2 separate regions of the Sus scrofa genome follow, and region 2 is linked to region 1. A link is a contact called in public Hi-C data. All regions are on one chromosome and are shown on one strand. Each heading gives the region's core, a stretch centred on a gene start, on an enhancer-like site or on the middle of the called end of the contact. The rest is flanking DNA. Distances are from core to core; before and after follow the strand shown.

Evidence for each region. Hi-C and Micro-C count contacts between places; a contact is called where the count stands out from the background.
Region 2: a contact with region 1 is called in a Hi-C map of omental adipose tissue, with 2.7 times the contacts expected there. The contact joins two enhancer-like sites. A contact is called at or near these places in 9 of 47 Hi-C or Micro-C datasets (alveolar macrophages, embryonic fibroblasts, fetal skeletal muscle and 6 more).

What each region holds. Positions count from the first base shown.
Region 1 is chr4:7,032,773-7,038,085 of Sscrofa11.1, reverse strand. The region is part of intron 4 of ZFAT (zinc finger protein ZFAT); the gene reads right to left. Among named protein-coding and RNA genes, the nearest start is that of ZFAT, 66 kb to the right of the region's middle. Within about 2 kb of position 2,850, at least 4 of the 83 cell types and tissues checked have an H3K27ac peak or open chromatin away from gene starts, as enhancers often do. A contact at or near this core is called in omental adipose tissue, where this site is marked.
Region 2 is chr4:8,094,139-8,099,451 of Sscrofa11.1, reverse strand. WISP1 (WNT1-inducible-signaling pathway protein 1) reads left to right here. Exons shown (of 5, transcript XM_021088876.1): 2 at 4,340-4,619. Among named protein-coding and RNA genes, the nearest start is that of WISP1, 14 kb to the left of the region's middle. Within about 2 kb of position 2,886, at least 3 of the 83 cell types and tissues checked have an H3K27ac peak or open chromatin away from gene starts, as enhancers often do. A contact at or near this core is called in omental adipose tissue, where this site is marked.

The DNA.
Region 1 (5,313 bases), core at 1,601-4,100:
CACAAACCCACACAGTCAAGAAAATTAGCAGGGAGTTCCCTTTGTGGCTCAGTGGTTAACGAACCCAACTAGGATCCATGACGATGCGGGTTCAAACCCTGGCCTTGCTCAGTGGGTTAAGGATCCGGTGTTGCAACGAGCTGTGGTGCAGGCTGCAGACGCGGTTCAGATCTGGTGTAGTTGTGGCTGTGGTGTAGGCCGGCAGCTCTGATTCAACCCCTAGCCTGGGAACCTCCATATGCCATGGGTGTGGCCCTAAAAAGCAAAAATAAAAGCAAACTCCAGAGCAAATCCAAAGAGATCTATGCCAAGACACATTATAACAAAACTTCTGAAAACTGAAAATAGAGAGAAAGTCTGAAATTAGCAAGAAAATTTCCTGTGAGAAAAATAAAAAACTATTCAAGGGACAGCAGACTTCTCATCAGACACATGGAGCCCAGAGGGAAGCAGCACAGCCCTTTCAAGTACAGAAAGGACAGAACAGTCCACCCATAATTCTACACTAAGCAAAAATGTCCTTTAGGAATGAAGGGGAAACCAGCACCCCCAGAGGAAGAAAGAGAACTTGTTGCGATGAGACCCAACCCAGAGGATGGCCGAGGAAGTGCTCCGAACGGAAGAAAAGCACTAAAACAGTGAATCCTGGGACATCGAGAAAGGGGACGTGGGCAAAGGGAAGGGTGAAAACATGGCCAAATAGCTCAGATGTCCCTTTTCCTGTTAATTTCCTAAATTATATTCGACCATTAAGCAAAAGGCATAACTCTGTCTGACATGGTTCTTGACGTCTGCAGAAGAAACTGTTAAGATAATTATAAATAATGGGGGACATGAGGTTTCTAAGCTTTACTCAGGGAATTCCCATCGTGGCTCAGTGGTAACGAACCTGACTAGTATTCACGAGGTCGCAGGTTTGATTCCTGGCCTCTCTCAGTGGGTTAAGGATCCGGTGTTGCTGTGGCTGTGTGTAGGCCGGCAGCTGTAGCTCCAATTCGACCCCTAGCCTGGGAACCTCCATATGCTACGGGTGCAGGCCTAAAACGCAAAAAAACGAAACAATTACACTTCACTGAAACTGGTAAAATGTCAACAAACAGTCCTGCACCTTGACTACAGGGGTGGCTCCAGAAACCCACACACGTGGTAAAAGCGGATAAGAACCACACGCCCAGCACCAGCATTCCTTTGCTGGCTTTGACACCGCACAGCAGTCACGCACGGCGTAACCACTGGGTGGGGGGATGAAAAAGTGCTGGAGGTGAACGGCGGCGAGGGCTTCATGACAACGTGAACGTCCTTATGCCCTAAACTCTACACCTAAAAATGGTCAAAAGGGTCAGTTTTAAGTTAAACACATTTTTTATTTCCCCCCCCGCCCCCCCTCCGCCCAAAGAATGTAACCATTGCAGTGAACCAGGTAAGGCAATATAAGAGCTCTCTGCATGCTCCTTCAAAGTCCCCATGAACCTATTATTATTTCAAATACGAAGTTAAAACAAACACTCTAGCAAACAAAACAAACCAACAGCTACCAGTGTGTATTCTCTGGAAAGGGCACTCCATTTGAGAAGAAGCAGGTACAGTGCTTGGCACATGCATGACCTTGTCCAAAATCAAACACCTTGTGAGGTATACATCTCACGGGGAGGAGTGAGACGGCTCACAGAGGGACAGCCAGGGCTCGGTCTGGTCCCTGTGCCACCTCCATGGGGTGGCAGGCCTCTGTGGGCTCTCAGGGCTGGCTCTGCACCCACATCTTTGTCCAGCACATTCCTCACCACCTGCATGCGTTACCTGCCCCCAGAGCCCCACCCACCCCAGTGTCACCCATCCTCGTCTTAACACGCCACCAGGGGCACAGCAGGTGGTATCAGTAAGTGTTAGATGAACTGGTGATGAGAAACACCCTTAGCCACTTACCCATGACCACAAGAAGACAAAATGCTCACGACCAGACCATCAAGTTTCTCTATTTAAAAGCCAGAGTAGGAGTTCCCATTGTGGCTCAGTGGTTAACGAACCTGACTAGGATCCATGAGGACACAGGTTCGATCCCTGACCTCGCTCAGTGGGTTAAGGATCCAACATTGCCGTGAACTGTAGTGTAGGTCGAAGATGAGGCTCAGATCCCGTGCTGCTGTGGCTGTGGTGTAGGCCAGCAGCTACGGCTCCAACTCAACCCCTAGCCTGGGAACCTCCATGTGCCCAGGGTGCTGCCCTAAAAAAAAATAATAGTAAATAAAAAATTAAAGCTATAGTGTAAAAAACCCTCTGCCTTCCTCTTGTTGATTAGTATAAATCATCCTTCTCTGCTTTTCAACTTTTACTTGGATTGATTAGAGCGTTCAACAGCCAAAATCAAGATCCTATTAAACCGCTGACCTTAGGAGATGAGCAGGATGGCAGATTCTTTCAGAGTTAGATTTTTTGTTTTCTTGTTTTTCACCTGCCCTTAAGTTATTAAATTCATAAGTGCTGGCAGCCTCCCAGTAGGAGTGGAAATATTTCAGCAACATACAGCCAGACTGCTGTCACATCCAAGGTAACGAATAAACTCTCACACTGTGTAGCTTAGTACAATGGAAAACACTTTTTCCCCTTTATTTTCAGGATAAAAGGCCGGGGCTTGGATAAAACATTTGCCTTCCGCTTAGTTTATTTTGCAGCACTTTTAACCAGCTGTGGATATGACATATATCACCACTGCTGAAAATTTCCTGTAACCAAAACAAAGGGTCCAGGAGGAAGAGGCAGAAGAAAAGGAAGCCTCAGTCCGTTAAGCCCTCGGTACGAGCTGGCACCACCCAAGGCTCATGCCAGGCATGCTTCATCTTCGCAAGGATCCTGTGAAAGAGGTCTCATTACTGTATCCCCTCAAATCTAAGACAACAGCTACTCTAGGACACTGATACTTTACATAAACAACACTAAAAAAGATCAAAATGTGACCAAAAAAGACTAAGACACACTGGTTTCTAATAGTACTACTTGCGAGACACCTCCTCATTTAGGGATGTTAAAATGCGAGTCTTGGAATCAAGTGAAACTCAGGAAGACTTCCAGATTCTGATGGAGAAGCAGCTCGGGCTAAGTACAGGGGAGGCTGGACTCCCAGCCCCTGCTCTTTCCTTGTAAGACCCCATTTCCCAACCCAGTGCCCCCAACACACACACTTGGGCTGGGGCCCCACCTCTGGCCTCACTTCTGTGATAGTAGCTCAAACCCTGCTTTCAACAGAGGGAAGAAGACAGACACTCCCTGAGGACCAGGCGCTTGTATATCCCTCACCACATCTAATCCTGACAAGCTGGGTGGCTGCCCGCCCACAAGGCACCTCTGCAAGAGGGGAAAAAGCACCCTTTTCTTAAGACACTAGCTCCCCCTGTCAAAAACTGCTCACAATGTGCTCACTCTGCTGGAACTAGATACTCTACTACCATGTGCAGAACACTGTCATAATGAGTATACAAATCTATGATGAGTGATGATCTCTTTAGACATGGTACCCTTGTGCAGTGTGCAACCTGCACAGCTGTACACGGTGGCCCCAATAAGTCAGTCATGAAGATATTATTATTATCCCATGTTGTAGAGGAAGAAGCTATACTTTGCCTGAGAGGATCAAATTCAGGCCTATATGCTTCCAAAGCCACTTGGGCAATTCACAAGGAATTTAAAAATCAGGCAGAAACACAGATTGTATGCACGTGCCACCAGAGAGCACGGGAGAACGCAGGAATCCTGTGGCGGAGGCACCGGGGAAGGCTGCTCCAGGGAGGGAGATGAAGGGATCGGGGAGGGAGGCAGGCAGGGGGCAGAGGCAGGCCAGCCAGTCGGGGGAGGGAGCAGAGGAGAGCCTTAACCCCCAGGGAGCCTTGAGTGCAGAGGGGAGGACAAATTCAAGGTAGGGAGGCAGGTGACAACTCCGGGTCCTCAGAACCACCCCCCAAGGAAGCTCGCCCAGGAAAGGCGAGGGCACCGGGCCCCACAGCAGGAGGCCCAATGGGGGGGAAGAGGGGTAACCACACAGGAAGCCCACCCCCTGGGAAATTCCAAGAAGTTGAATCTGTATTTGAACTCTCTGGACTTTATGTGTATCCTTTTTTTCTTTTCCCGCCCATGCAGAGGTGCCTGGGGCAGGGACTGAACCCCAGCCAAGACTGTGACCTAAGCCACAGCTGTGGCAATGCCCAGATCCTTTAACTCGCTGCTGACGGGCCAGGATCGAACCCGCATCTCCGCAGAGACCCAAGCCACTGCAGTTGGATTTTTAACCCATGCGCCACAGCAGGAATTCCAATCTCCGGGTTTTTATTTTTTCTTATTTATTTTTTTATTTATCTTTTGTCTTTTTAGGGCCACACCCGAGGCCTATAGAGGTTCCCAGGCTAGGGGTCCAATCGGAGCTGTAGCCACCGGCCTACGCCAGAGCCACAGCAACGTGGGATCCGAGCTGCGTCTGCCACCTACACCACAGCTCACAGCAACACCAGATCCTTAACCCACTGAGCGAGGCCAGGGATCGAACCCACAACCTCATGGTTCCTAGTCGGGATTCATTTCCACTGTGCCATGACGGGAACTCCAATCTCTGGGTTTCAGATGCTAGCAGGTAAATGAGATTTTTCTGGGAAAAGAAAACCACGCAGGACAAAGAAATCAAGTCTGCAGGTTGGATGTGCCCGAGGGCTGCCAACTTGCAACTTGGGAGAAAAGGTCTTCCACCTGGGTGACTAGGCCACCGTTAAGCAGCGGGGGCATGGAGACTGGTCTGCAGAAACAGAGAGACAGAGACAGCGTGAGGGCCACACCTTTCCCCACCCCTCTGACTCCCCAACACCCAGCAAAGTGCCTGGCTCCGGGGAGGCAGCTCCTGAATGCCACTCATTTTCAGTTTCATAGGCTCTGGATTTTTCACATCTTCCACAATGATGCTTACATGGGTCATCCAAGAAAAAAATTAAATTTGAAACGTTTATATTGATATTAGAAATAAAGGCACAGTAAGTAAGATCTCCTACTGATCCCCAAACAGCCTGAGCCCCCCGCACAGCCTGACGGGCTCTGGGCCAAACACCAGGCAAGGAAGGACAGCGGGGCCACAGCTGTGGGTGCTCGGCAGAGACGCGAACCCTGGTCACAGGACAGATGTTTCCCAGGGCTGATGGTGTCCTGGTATTTCTCTCAGAAGCATATCAGCCACTGGACTGGGTGACTGCAGGTGGGTGGGGACATCATGTCCTCTGCCTGTCCCTGTGGGTCTCTCATAAGGATAGGTCAGAGTGACACTGAAAGTGCAGTGTTCAGATG
Region 2 (5,313 bases), core at 1,637-4,136, 1.1 Mb before region 1:
TGGGCAGTAGCATTTATTAAAGCTTCTGGAGGTTTCTAACATGCAGCAAAGTTTGGGAGCCACCGCGGGAAGTGACTGAGGTGCCACCTGGGGTTCACTGAGGAGCGAGGAGGCAGGTGATTGGTGAGGCCCAGGAGCTGAGGGGCTGAGGGGGCAGAACTGGGCAACAGCCTGAGCCCTGGGCACCCCCGGAAGCATCAGGGCGAGACCCCCACTCCCTGTCTTCCCCCCATAGTCACAGCAGTGTCTGCGGGGAGTCTACATCCAAAGCCGCCTCTTTTTCTCTTTTCTTTGTTTCTTTTTACAGCCACACCATAGTATATGCAGGGTCCCAGGCTAGGGGTCAAATCAGAGCTGCAGCTGCTGGGCTACACCACAGCCACAGCAACGCGGGATCCAAGCCGAGTTTCCGACCTACACCACGGCTCACGGCAACACCGATCCTTGACCCCCTGAGTGAGGCCAGGGATCGAACCCGCATCCTCATGGAGACTAGTCAGGTTCCTAACCCACTGAGCCACAACCAAAGAGAACTCCATAAGAGACTTTTATGGGAACAACCACAATTTGGAAGTGACCAAGGCTGGATGCTCGAGGGCCTTCCCCAGACAACATTCTCCTGTCTCCTTTCCTCCCCTTTCTTCACCCTTAGCCTCTGCTGTTAGAAAAAATGATGCAGGCGCCATAGGGCAGGGAGTTTGTCATGGTCCAAGTATCCAGACCAAGGGCAGGCGGACCTGCCACCACGCCGTCTTGCGCATTCACGGTGCCTGATATAAAGAGTGTGTGTGTGTGTGTGTGCCCGCGCAATCACTTCCCCTGGGGTGTGGATGCAGGACAAAGCAGTCGGGATTGAGAGGGTGGTGCACCAACCCCAGGAGGCCCTGGGATCCAAAGGGCCTCCCAAGGCCACAGCTCTCATCAAGGATCTTCTCTCCACCCGGGGCTGGGAGGTTTCCAACCACTAGATGGCGCCAACATCAAGGGCTTGGTTCAGAGGACCCAGAGCCTGTCCTTCCACTGCCCTGTGGGTACCATCTCCTGCTTCCGCAGGGCAAGGGGCCCCTCTCCTGAGCTTCCTTTGAGGAGCTGTGTGCCCTGGGGCTCCCTGCATGCCCTTGGAAAGGAGATTTCCTTCTGGGGAGCTTGAACTTGCTAATGGTCAGGAAGCTTACCCAAGGCCACCCACAGAGAATCCATAGCTGTCCTGGGTTCCCTGCTATTTTCTTGACAATCAAACTTAATCAGAGGAGTTCCTGCTGTGGTGCAGCAGTAATAAACCTGACTAGTAACCATGAGGACACGGATTCGACCCCTGGCCTTGCTCAGTGGGTTAAGGATCTGGCGTTGCCATGAGCTGTGGTGTAGGTGGCAGACATGGCTTGTATCTGGCGTTGCTGTGGCTGTGGGGCAGGCCAGCAGCTGCAGCTCCAATTCGACCCCTAACCTGGAAACTTCCACATGCTGTGGGTGCGGCCCTAAAAAAAGAAGTCTTAACCAGGGTGGAGAGGAGAGTTCCCGGAGGGTGGGTCTTGACTGTCTAAGAGACACCCAGGCCCCTTAGAGTGAAAAATGCCCCATCCATCCATTCCACCAGGCGACACTTACAAAACCCTGCCCTGTGCCATGGGCTGTGTTTCAGGCCCACAGAGAGAAGGAAGGCACAGACCCCACTTTTATAAGCTCACATTCTAGTGGGGAAGGTAGCACCCCTAACATAGCCTGGGAAAGGCAAGGTGGGCTTCCTGGAGGAGAGGGCTTTTTGATATCCTCTCCCAAAAGTAGGTCCTGAGGGACCATCATAGATAGTCCCAGGATTCCTAAAGCTCTGGGCCACCACTGTCACAGACTGACGAGGAAAAACCTCATGGAGTCAGAGAGAGGAGGGTTCGTGTGTGTGTGTGTGTGTGTGTTTGGTTGGTTCATTGATTTGGGGCTTTGGGAGTTTGTTGTGTCATGTTGTATTTTTCGAGGAAAAGCAAACAAGGGCAGGCAAACTAAATGCTTCCCAGATGAACACAGAGCAGCCCCGCCAAGCTCCAGAGCAATCGGCTCCCATCCCACAAACCTGTCTGAAACCAAGCCTCGCGGTAACAAAGCCTCAAATCTAGGTTTGCATTTTTGACTTCCAAAGGCGCTTTATTTGCCAAATCAATATTTACTGAACTTACGATGTGCCAAGCCCAGAACCAAGAGCCCAACTAATCCAGCAATTCAACCTGGACCACCTCTCCCGGCCTCTGGTCCTCACAGCCCAGCATGCAAGCATGCACCCCACTCCCAGCAGCAGAGAGCTTCCTGTTCTGGTGCTCAGAGAGCTACTGGCTGCTCTCCCCCCAACCCCTGCCAGATGCTCAGCAGTCTGTTCGTAGCTCATATCGTAATAACTCAACTCTGAGGTCTGCCTCTCCTATAAGCTGTGGCCTCACAAGCACAGGAAGTTTTAAACTCCATCTTCAAATGCCTAAAACTTAAGAGAAGAGCGACCATGAGCCAACACAGCAAACGTTTGTTGAGTGACTAAAAGAGCCCAGAGCAGGCAGAGGTAAAGAGTGCAGAAAGGAAAGATCAGAGAGTCATTTGCATCAGGGCCCCAATGTGGGACATGTCATCCTGGTCCTGTCCCTCTGCCTCTTTGGGTCTGGACTTCCTCCTCGGGAAAAGGGAGAAGAATCTGCATAGCTCAGCATGTGTTGTTCAGAGAATGAGGTGCCGGTCTATCACTTCCACAGAGAAGGGCTCCTCTGGTTCAAGATAGAGGAGACAGCCTGTGTGACCCCCCACATAAGCCCTGGCCCCCACCTCTGCCAACCAGCAGGGACCACCAGCCTCGGGGAGGGAAAATGCCTGGGAGCACAGCCCGACCCCTCCCTCTGCAGGCAGTTCCCTTCCTCCCTGTAAAGAGGGAGGGGCCAGGATGGCGGTCTGGGGAGGCAGCAGAGGGGGCAGGCAGGTGAGTGGATCCCTGACACTCAGGCAGCTTGAAGGTCCTGACCCTGGTCCCCACCCCAGGGAGCCTCCTGTTCTACCTGCCTGATCTTCGGCACAGGGACGGCTCATCTCATTGCCCTTCCCCCATTGGCCTGTTGTCCTGTCCGTCACATTTGCCAGTATGAAGATGAGCCTATGGGCAGGGGGATGGGAATGGGGCCCTGGGGAGAAGGGCAGGTGGGGGAGTGGAGCGGGCAGCCCTCACCCTTATCACAAAAGAAAAGGACCCCTGGCTGCTGGGCTTTCACTGGCAGCTGGACCATCGCTCCCCTCGCCTCGGGGGCAGGGCGAGCCAGCTTCAGGTGCCTTGAGGCTGGACACCTGTGACCGACCGGCTGGACCCCACTGCAGCCCTTTCCCTTGGCTTAGAGGGGAGAATAATAATAATAATAATAATAATAATAATAGGATAATAGGTCAGCTGGCTGAAATCTCCTTTTAAATGAGTCAAGTGGCTCTTAAGGACCCTTAGTGGAATAGAGAGGATGGATCTTTAGGACGGAGAGAAGGATGATGGGGTGAAGGGTGATGGGGTCTGGGACGCGCCTCGCGGCGTTTTGGGGAGGGTGAGAATAACACACCACTAGGTATAAAAGAGATGGTTAACCAGAGTCTATTGTACAGCACAGGCACATCTACTCATTCGTTGGCAGTAACTTGCATGGGGAAAAAGAATGGATGTATTTCTATGTAGGACTGATTCTCTCTGCTGTGCACCTGAAACGAATACAACTCTCTAAGTCAATTCTACTCCAATAAAATTAAATGTTTTTTAAAAAGAAGAAAGTTCCCATCACAGCATAGCAGGAACAGCGGCGTCTCTGCAGCTTCAGGACGCAGGTTTGATCCCCGGCCCAGCAGAGTGGGTTCAAAAATCTGGCGTTGCCACAGCTGCGACATAGGTTGCAACTGTGGCTCAGATCTGATCCCTGGCTTGGGGACGCCACATGCTGCAGGGCGGCCAAAACAGAGAAAAAGAGGAAGAAGGTGTTTACGTAAAGCCTCAGCTCCCTCGACTATAAAACAAGGTGCCTCACGGACCTTCCTGGTTTCGAGGTGATGGGCAAGAAAGGAAAACATGCGAGGGATTCAGAGAATTTCCCCCCTCTCCCCACCTACCAGCAGGGGATTTAGACACTGGCTTAAGATCTCTGAGCTCCTGGCTCCTCTGTCCTTTCTGTTTCATTTGGGAGAAAGAAGATGCCTGGCCATCAAAAGCCCTGGAGGAAAAGAGAATTTGGTGTAAACCTTTGAGCGCCGTGAAAACTGGACGGTGATGGCAGGTCTGGGGCTTTGACACCCCGGCCTGGCAGCCCCCTTTATGTCTGCCCTTCGCCCTCCCCCACAGGCCTTCTCTCCAGCCCCCACGGCCATGGCCTTCACCCCGGCACCTCTGGAGGACACTTCTGCACGCCCCCAGTTCTGCAAGTGGCCATGCGAGTGCCCGCCGTCCCCACCCCGCTGCCCGCTGGGGGTCAGCCTCATCACTGACGGCTGCGAATGCTGTAAGATGTGCGCTCAGCAGCTCGGGGACAACTGCACTGAGGCCGCCACCTGTGACCCCCACCGGGGCCTCTACTGCGACTATAGTGGGGACCGCCCGAGGTACGCAGTAGGAGTGTGTGCACGTAAGTGACACCCCCCCACCTTCCAGCCAGCACCCAGCACCCCCAGCTCTGCCCCCCCCATTCCCCCTCCTCTGGCCGGCTCCAGTTCTGCAGGAGGCACCCCCCAGTTCAGTCCCTGATTAGGGACCAGAGGCTGCACCCCATTTCCTGCGTTCCTCTTGCATACAGATCCTGACTCCCTTCCCTCTTCTCCATCCTGGAGGCATATCCATGGCTGACTCCAGGGGAGAAGGAGCCCCCAGCAAAGACCTAAGCCTGGTTTGGTTCTCTTAGGGGTAGGACTTTTTGCAGGATGCCTGTGACCTTCCAGGGGCACCAGCACCCTGTGGAGATTCAGATATTTTAGTATTGTTGTAAATTAAAATAATACGGTTTAAAAATATCTAGTAGGGAGTTCCCGTTGTGGCTCAGTGGTTAAGAAATCTGACCAGGAACCATGAGGTTGCAGATTCGACCCCTGGCCTTGCTCAGTGGGTTAATGATCCGCTGTTGCCATGAGCTGTGGTGTAGGTCACAGACGTGGCTCGGATCTGGCATTGCTATGGCTCTGGCGTAGGACAGCAGCTACAGCTCCGATTAGACCCCTAGCCTGGGAACCTCCATATGCCGCAGGAGAGGCCCTAGAAAAGGCAAAAAGACAAAAAGACAAAAAAAAAAAGAAAAAAAGGACCCAAATAAATAAATAAATAAATTA